2 separate regions of the Mus musculus genome follow, and region 1 is linked to region 2. Evidence: chromatin contacts called from public promoter capture Hi-C data. All regions are on one chromosome and are shown on one strand. The core of a region is the stretch at or near the end of the contact, and the rest is flanking DNA. Distances in the headings are between cores, read along the strand shown. Region 1 overlaps Fscn1 (fascin actin-bundling protein 1). Region 2 has its middle 13 kb from the start of Gm52793.

Region 1 (3,662 bases), core at 292-2,791, 120 kb after region 2:
AAGCCTTGGGTGGGGCCTGCTTGAGTTTGGCTGAATAACGCTCAGAAAAGTGCGACCATTTGCTTACTGTTACACAGTAAGTCAGCACCATGCTGAACTGGGTGTACTTGATGCCAGAATGTTCTCTCATTATACACACACACACACACACACACACACACACACACACACACCAATGAACCATGGCCTCTCTTGTTTCACAGTGCTGGGCGAGGGGGTCAGAGTTCCCACCTGTTTAGCAAACATTGAGATACGAGCTGCGGTAAACGTCTCTTGGGAATGTGACTGGTATGTAAAGCAGAAGATTGGGGGTACAGGATCGGGGTAGTAGATTATAAAGATCTGGGGTCCCTTCTGAGGACCCAGGAGCTGCCCCAGGAGAGTGAATAGAAATGAGCATGCACCAAGTTTATGGACTGGTTTTGCAGGCAGGGGCCTCAGCAAAGGCCCGGAGGCAGGGAGTTGCAAATAGAGAAGCCCTGCATAGCTAGGAGGAAGGCTGGGATTGGAGGGAATCCTGCAGATGACGAGTACTCCAGAGCCTAGAGAGACCAGCTCTCTGCTTACAGAGCTGTGGCCGAGGCTTGTGCCCTGGGGAAGGTTAGGCAAGGCACAGGTGACTTGGGCCCTTGGGGCCTGAAAGGAGCTAGAGGGTGTGTTTTGCGAGCCTGGACAGGTACCCTTTTCTGAGGGTGCCATGATTGTGCATGATTCACACTGATGCGGCAGGAGGGGGCGGGAATTGAAGGGGTGAGAATCTGATGGGAACTTGGGGTCACACACAGTCAGACCTCTTCTGCCCTCCTATGTCTGGGTCCAAGTCTCATTCCCAAGTCAGCCAACTCCTCCCCCGGCTTTTTGAGGGTGAGCTGTTGGGTGGGTGTGCCGGGGAGGCCATTTTGGGCAGGCTTGCGTGGCAGGGAGGCGGGGCTGGGCTTCGGGGAAACACGTGTTGAACTGCTAGCCAGGAGTAGGGAGAGGGAAGGCTCAATCTGGTCTGGGGTTGTGAATCTTCCATGCAGATTTGCTGCTTCCGGCTTCCTGGCCTCAGTTTCCCCATCTGAAAGCACAGAGGTACATTGAGCCAGGATCTTCCTGGGAGGTGGAGATCCTATGAGAGTAGGATGGGGGGTAGTGGGTAGGGTCTTTTCCTCCTTGCTTCTCATGACCCTCCCAAGCCCCTGCTGGCTCAAGGAGACCCCGTGCTATGTCTCCCCACACTGCCCACCCTGGCTTACTTGTTGGGTTCTAATGCTTTCAAAGAATTTTGTCCCCATCATTTCTAGGGCGGCTGGCTAAGAATGAGTGACAGGTGAGGCTGGGCTTTGTAGGGTATCCTTTTGACGGCTTCCCTCTTGGGTCGAGGAATGGCTTAGTTTTGAGCACTGTACGACTTTGGGCGGTGAAGTCCTGGAGGGTTCTAAACTAAGCCGCCTTCTGGGTTGTGAGGATTGCTTATTTCGAACAACAACGCTAGGGAGTCTGGCAAACAGCTAAGCCCAGGAAGGGGGTTGCGGGTTAGAGGACCCTCTGAGTCACCGCAGAGACGCCTAGGAAGCTGGAAGACAGCCACGCCCCCTCCGTGGGCTCCTAGGAGCCAGTGACTCAGGTTTTCTGTGCTGCTGCTGCTGAAAAAAAAAAAAAATCCCACAGAAAACCTGTTACCATAGCAACGCAGCTCCAATATGATTCCAAGGCCAAGTGGGGCCTTTCCCCCTGGCTGAGCCTTAGAGGGCCCATTCTGGAAGGGGGCTAACTTCCCTTTCCGGCTGAGGTGGGAGGGCCCACCATCTCCTTGGCAACAGGCCCTCACGTCCTTTCACGGTCCCAACAGAATTGAGAGGCGATTCTTTTTGGCAAGGGAGGGAAACTGAGGCAGAGAGCGGAGAAGACATTCCCCGAAGGGTGCCTGGAGTCCACCTTTGGTGCCTTGGTGGCCTCTTTATTAAAAAGTGGTTGCACAGGCCCCTTTGTTCCAGTACCTGGAGATGAGACCCACATGGTGAGGCCCTTTTTGTTCTCTGTCTGGACGTCTCATTTTTCAGAGGTACTGGGAGGTTGAAGGTTGGTGTATGTCCACAGCACTGTGCTGTCTTGAACTCAGTGCGCATGACATCTTGGGCCAGGGCCTCTCCTTTGTGTGAGGGAAGCTAGCATGCTGGGAAACTCCGACTCCTTTAGTCCACCCACTTTAGTTGTAGTTTTTGTCTTGTAGCCCATCTGGCTTCCAACTCTCCATCCTCCTGCCTCAGTCTCCAGGGTGCGGCGATGACAGGCATAGGTCACCACAGGCTTCTGGCCTCCACTTGATGGTTGCCGGAGTGGCTGGGAGTGGCTTTTCTTTTCTTTTCTTTTCTTTTCTTTTCTTTTCTTTTCTTTTCTTTTCTTTTCTTTTCTTTTCTTTTCTTTCTTTCAGGCAGGGTTTCTCTGTGTAGTCCTGGCTGTTCTGGAACTATGTAGACCAGGCTGGCCTCAAGTGCTGGGATTAAAGGCGTGTGCCACCATCTCTTAGTGGGGTTTTTATTTGTGGGAATGTGGGGATAAAACCTGAGGCCTGGGCGGTGGTGGTGCACGCCTTTAATCCCAGCATTTGGGAGGCAGAGGCAGGCGGATTTCTGAGTTCGAAGCCAGCCAGGGCTACACAGAGAAACCCTGTCTCTAAAACCAAAAAAAAAAAACAAAAAACCCCAACAACCTGAGGCTTTGTGCAGGACACATGCTCTACCACTGAGCCACACCCCAGCCCCTCACTGGGGGATTCTAGGCAGGGGTTCTACCACTGAGCCACACCTCCAGCTCCTCACTGGGGGATTCTAGGCAGGGGCTCTACCACTGAGCCACGCCCCTAGCCCCTCACTGGGGGGTTCTAGGCAGGGGCTCTACCACTGAGCCACGCCCCTAGCCCCTCACTGGGGGGTTCTAGGCAGGGGCTCTACCACTGAGCCACGCCCCCAAAGCCAGTTTTTCTTTCTTTTTAAAAAAAAATACATTTTAAATCTAATTACCTTTATCAGTGTGTGTGTGTGTGTGTGTGTGTGTGTGTGTGTGTGTGTGTGTGAGAGAGAGAGAGAGAGAGAGAGAGAGAGAGAGAGAGAGAGGGAGAGAGGGAGAGAGAGAGAGAGAGAGAGAGAGATTGGGACTGACTGGTCCCAGTTCTGGCTTTCCCTGACTGTTCCATTCCCCGCAGTGGGCACGGTTAGATCAGGTGGGGTCACTTAGGCTCGCTAGCATTGGGTGTGGCTCTTTTCTGCCCAGTATGCTGTGCTAACTCAGCTGTCCCTGCACGTGGCAGGTCAATTACAGGTAGGCTGAGGGGACAGTGGGTGACACCCTGTATATGTGTAGCCAATTGTTCTCTTAATATTTAGCCATCCCTAGTGTGGGCCAGGGGCAGGAGAGCCATTTCTGCCTGAGAAGGTTGAACAGACTACAGCCCAGAGCTGTGGCCTTGGGGTGGCTGTCTAGCCTGGGATGGCCCTCCTACTCTCCTCTGTGCTTCAGTGGTAGATCCTGTGGAGGCACTGGGCCAGGGTCCTTGGGGACCTATCATGGAAGCCATGTCTGCTGATCCATATGTCTAGAAGGGGAGGCATCTGTCCATCCCCACTCCTGAAGTCAAGGGACCCCTTGGTCTTGCAGGGTGACCTTGGGCCAAGGCCAGC
Region 2 (3,839 bases), core at 493-2,992:
ATGGATGCATGGACAGATGGACAGATGGATGAATGGTCAGATGAACAGACAGATGGATGGGTACATGGATACATCGATGGATGGATGGATACACAGATGCATGGATGGATGGATGGATGGATGGATGGATGGATGGAGAGACACATGAATCCATGGACAGATGTATGGATGGTCAGGTAAACAGATGAACGGATGCATGCATGTATGAATGGGGGTGGATGGATGTACAAATGGATAGATGGATAGTCAGAAAAAAAGATAGATGCATGGGTACATGGATGGATGGTGGATGGATAGACAGACAGATAGATGCACGGATGGATAAATGGATGGATGCATGGATGAGTAAGTGGGTTGATGGGTAGATAGGTGAGTGGGTCAGTGGATAGATGGACAGGTTAATGGATAGATGGTTAATTAAGTAGACCGATGGATGGGTAGATGTATGGAATCTGTCATACTATGTCCTGCCTCTCTGCTAGAGCCTGGGCACTGCAGGCATGCTGCTCAGGGGAGGCAGAATGAAGTCCAAAAGGGGTTCACAGTCCATGTCTTCCTTTGCCAGGCCAGAAAGGGAAACAGCAGAGTCTGGAATGAATGCTGTGGCTCCTGGTCTCAGATAGATGAATGGTCAGATGAACAGACAGATGGATGGGTGCATGCATGGATGGATGGATAGATACATGGATCCATGGACAGATGGATGGATGGATGGTCTCCTGGTCTCCTCTCTGGGTACCCAGGCGCCAAAGGTGTAATCTGTGAGTCAGGAATGAGGGTCTGCTGTCTGCACTTCTCCTTGGTGTGTGTGTGTGTGTGTGTGTGTGTGTGTGTGTGTGTGTGTGTGTGTGTGTCTGAGTCCTGGACAGGGAGGGAATGCAGAATCTGGAACAGGCAGAACCAGTTTGATTGGGAGCACTGGGCCAGGGAGTACCTGAGGGGCTGGAGGACAGAAGGCCATCCCTGAGGCGATCCTAAATGCAGCAGCTCTTGCTTGCGCATATGGCTTTATTTGGTGGTGGATGTGAATGCAAACCCTTTATTCAGAGCAAACCTTTCGCAGGAATACCTAGGAAGGGAAGGTCATTGGCTGAAGGCTCGGGGCTATCTGGATACCTCATTAGCATGGAGAAGAACTCCAGATGTTGTGTGCTCTCTGACCCAGAGGCCATGGTCCTCAGTGGGGTGTCATGGTTACAGGTTTCAGAGCAAGTATACAGACAGGTCCACTCCAACTGGTCTCAGATCTCTGAGATTCCTGGGGTCTGAGCTCACCCAGCCTTGCCAGTTCTTATGTCTGTCTGGGAACACAGTTCCACATGCCCGACAGATATTTAGTAGGTAGGGAGACAGATGGGGGAATGAAAGGATAGATGGACAGTGGATAGATGAACGGATTGATAGATGGGTGGTTTGGTGGGTGGACAGATGGATGGATAGATGATGAACGGACATATAGGCAACAGAATGGATAGATAGGCAGACAATGGGGAGGTGTGCTGTCTCCACCTTCGAAAGTGCTAGAATAATAGCCCTGCACTCTGCCTATTTTATACGATACTGTAGATCAACAAGTATCAACCCTTCCCAGTGGCTGGGGCTCGGGGGTGGGGACACATCCTCCCAAAGCTTTGCACTTAGGTTCCAGGAAAAGGCAGAAGTTGGTTCTTACAGTGAGAAGCCAGGCCCTTCCTGCTCCTGATTAAGCCCCAGGGACCATAGCAACCACCAAACAAGACGTGCATTCCCCTAGAAAGTTCAGGGACGGAGTAGAAGCTGCTGTTGTGATCCAAATACCACTTACTGTGTGGTTGCTTCACTTTTTGGCATGGCTAAGAATTCATTTAAGAACAGTGTGGGCCTCATGGGGACTGAGAAAGACCTCACACTGAGGCCCCAAGCCAGAAACTTGCCAGACTCTCAGGGAGATGAATAGGGTTGAGAGACCCTAGTATCCGGTGAGTGTTCTGGTCTCTCCAGCCCATGATGACTGAGAACCAAAAAAGCGTGAGTCCTAGATTCAGAGCTCAGAGTTCAGGGGGCCACATCAGGAGGTCCATGCGGGCCAGAAGAAGGCAGATCTGGCTCTGTGTGGACTGATGGTGAGGTTAAGATGAAGCCTCCCTGTGCCCGGCCTACCAGGGTAAATAGCTTCCTACTAGAGATACTTGGAGCCCTGAAAAACAAGAGCAGCCATGAGCTGGGTGTGTGGTGAAGGGTGGTGCACAGCCTTTAATCCCAGCACTTGGGAGGCAGAGGCAGGTGGATTTCTTGAGTTTCAGGCCAGCCTGGTCTACAGAGTGAGTTCCAGGACAGCCAGGGCTACACAGAGAAACCCTGTCTCAGAAAAGCCAACCAACCAATCAAAACAAAGCCAAGAACAGTCCCTGTGTTACACCCTGCTCCAGGCCAGCCTTAGTCACAATTTCACAAAGAGAACAAACCCCATGACTCATCCAGACCACCTGGAGCCCTGTTAATTCTCCACAGCAGGGAAAGGGATACTTCCCTTCCTCTTTGTTGTCCTGGGCTGTGCGCACGCTGATGGCTGATGGTAGGTCGCTCCTGTCCACAGCAGACAGTTTTACCTGTAGCAGTCTGGGATGATCGCTCTTAGTGCTTAGAAGAGACCTGGGGGGAGAGGGGCCTCAGCGCCCCCCACCATCTTTATGGTTCCTCTGGATTCTGCGGACTTTGGTGACACCTGCTGGCCACTTGCCCTGTCTCTATAGCGACCACAGCAGAGGCTCCCAGCACCTCCATGAAGCTGATATGGGGAAGGGTCACCTAGGTGATTGGTGGCAGACAGGGTGAAGGGTCACAGCTTCTTGGGTCTGTCCCCTGCTGTCTTGATCCTCTATTACAAAAATCAGGAAAGTACAGGGGGGCTCCGTTGATAACCTGCTTACTTAGCACGCACACTTTCTGGATTGGGTCCCCATAAGCCATGCACAGTGCTGCATACCCATAACCCCCCCCCAACTTGGGAAGTAGAGGCAAGAGAATTAGAAATTCCAGGTTTGGCTGGTGAGATGGCTCAGGGGTAAGAGCACTGACTTCTCTTACGAAGGTCCTGAGTTCAATTCCCAGCAAAAACATGGTGGCTCACAACCACCCATAATGGGATCTGACTCCCTCTTCTTGTGCCTTTGGAGTCAGCTACAGTGTACTTATTTGTTTTTTGTTTGTTTATTTTTCGAGACAGGGTTTCTCTGTAGAGCCCTGGCTGTCCTGGAACTCACTCTGTAGACCAGGCTGGCCTCAAACTCAGAAATCCACCTGCCTCTGCCTCCCGAGTGCTGGGATTAAAGGCGTGCGCCACCATGCCCGGCTTACAGTGTACTTATGTATAATAATAAATAAATCTTTGGGCCAGAGCGAGCGGGGTTGATCAGAGAGAGCCAAGGTCCTAGAATTCAATTCCCAACAAGCACATGAAGGCTCACAGCCATATGTACAGCTACAGTGTACTCACATACATTAAATAAATAAATAAATCTTGAAAAACAAACAAAAAACGAAAACCAAAAAGTTTCCTGGTCATCCTTGGCTACATAGATCAAGGCCAGCCTGGGCTACATGAGACCATCCCAGAGAGGCTACCTTCAAAGCAGCAGCTAGCTAGCTATGAACCTGGTCTATCTCCCCTGTGAGTCTTCTGACAGAGAGAAAGGGCACAGAGGCACCGTGTCACTTTGTAGGTTTCAGGGACGAAGCTCACACGGTATCAGGCTTAGTAAAGCTCCTCACCTGCCTCGAGGCCTGCATCCTCTCTGCCTTTTTTTTTTTTAATATAAGATTTATTTATTTATTTATTTATTTATTTATTTATTTATTTA

Evidence for each region. Capture Hi-C pulls out chosen DNA fragments and counts their contacts.
Region 1: a contact with region 2 is called in a promoter capture Hi-C map of adipose tissue. The contact joins two enhancer-like sites. A contact is called at or near these places in 16 of 484 Hi-C or Micro-C datasets (the C2C12 cell line, the MC38 cell line, the N1E-115 cell line and 8 more), 6 of 115 datasets of contacts at active chromatin or transcription factors (the SCID.adh cell line, double positive thymocytes, embryonic stem cells and 3 more) and 3 of 9 other capture datasets (adipose tissue, liver and pancreatic islet).

The regions. Positions count from the first base shown.
Region 1 is chr5:142,962,695-142,966,356 of GRCm38.p6, forward strand. The region is part of intron 1 of Fscn1 (fascin actin-bundling protein 1); the gene reads left to right. Among named protein-coding and RNA genes, the nearest start is that of Fscn1, 4.2 kb to the left of the region's middle. Within about 2 kb of position 1,542, at least 148 of the 459 cell types and tissues checked have an H3K27ac peak or open chromatin away from gene starts, as enhancers often do. A contact at or near this core is called in the C2C12 cell line, the MC38 cell line, the N1E-115 cell line and 3 more, where this site is marked.
Region 2 is chr5:142,839,834-142,843,672 of GRCm38.p6, forward strand. No RefSeq gene overlaps it. Among named protein-coding and RNA genes, the nearest start is that of Gm52793, 13 kb to the right of the region's middle. Within about 2 kb of position 1,743, at least 85 of the 459 cell types and tissues checked have an H3K27ac peak or open chromatin away from gene starts, as enhancers often do. A contact at or near this core is called in the C2C12 cell line, the MC38 cell line, the N1E-115 cell line and 3 more, where this site is marked.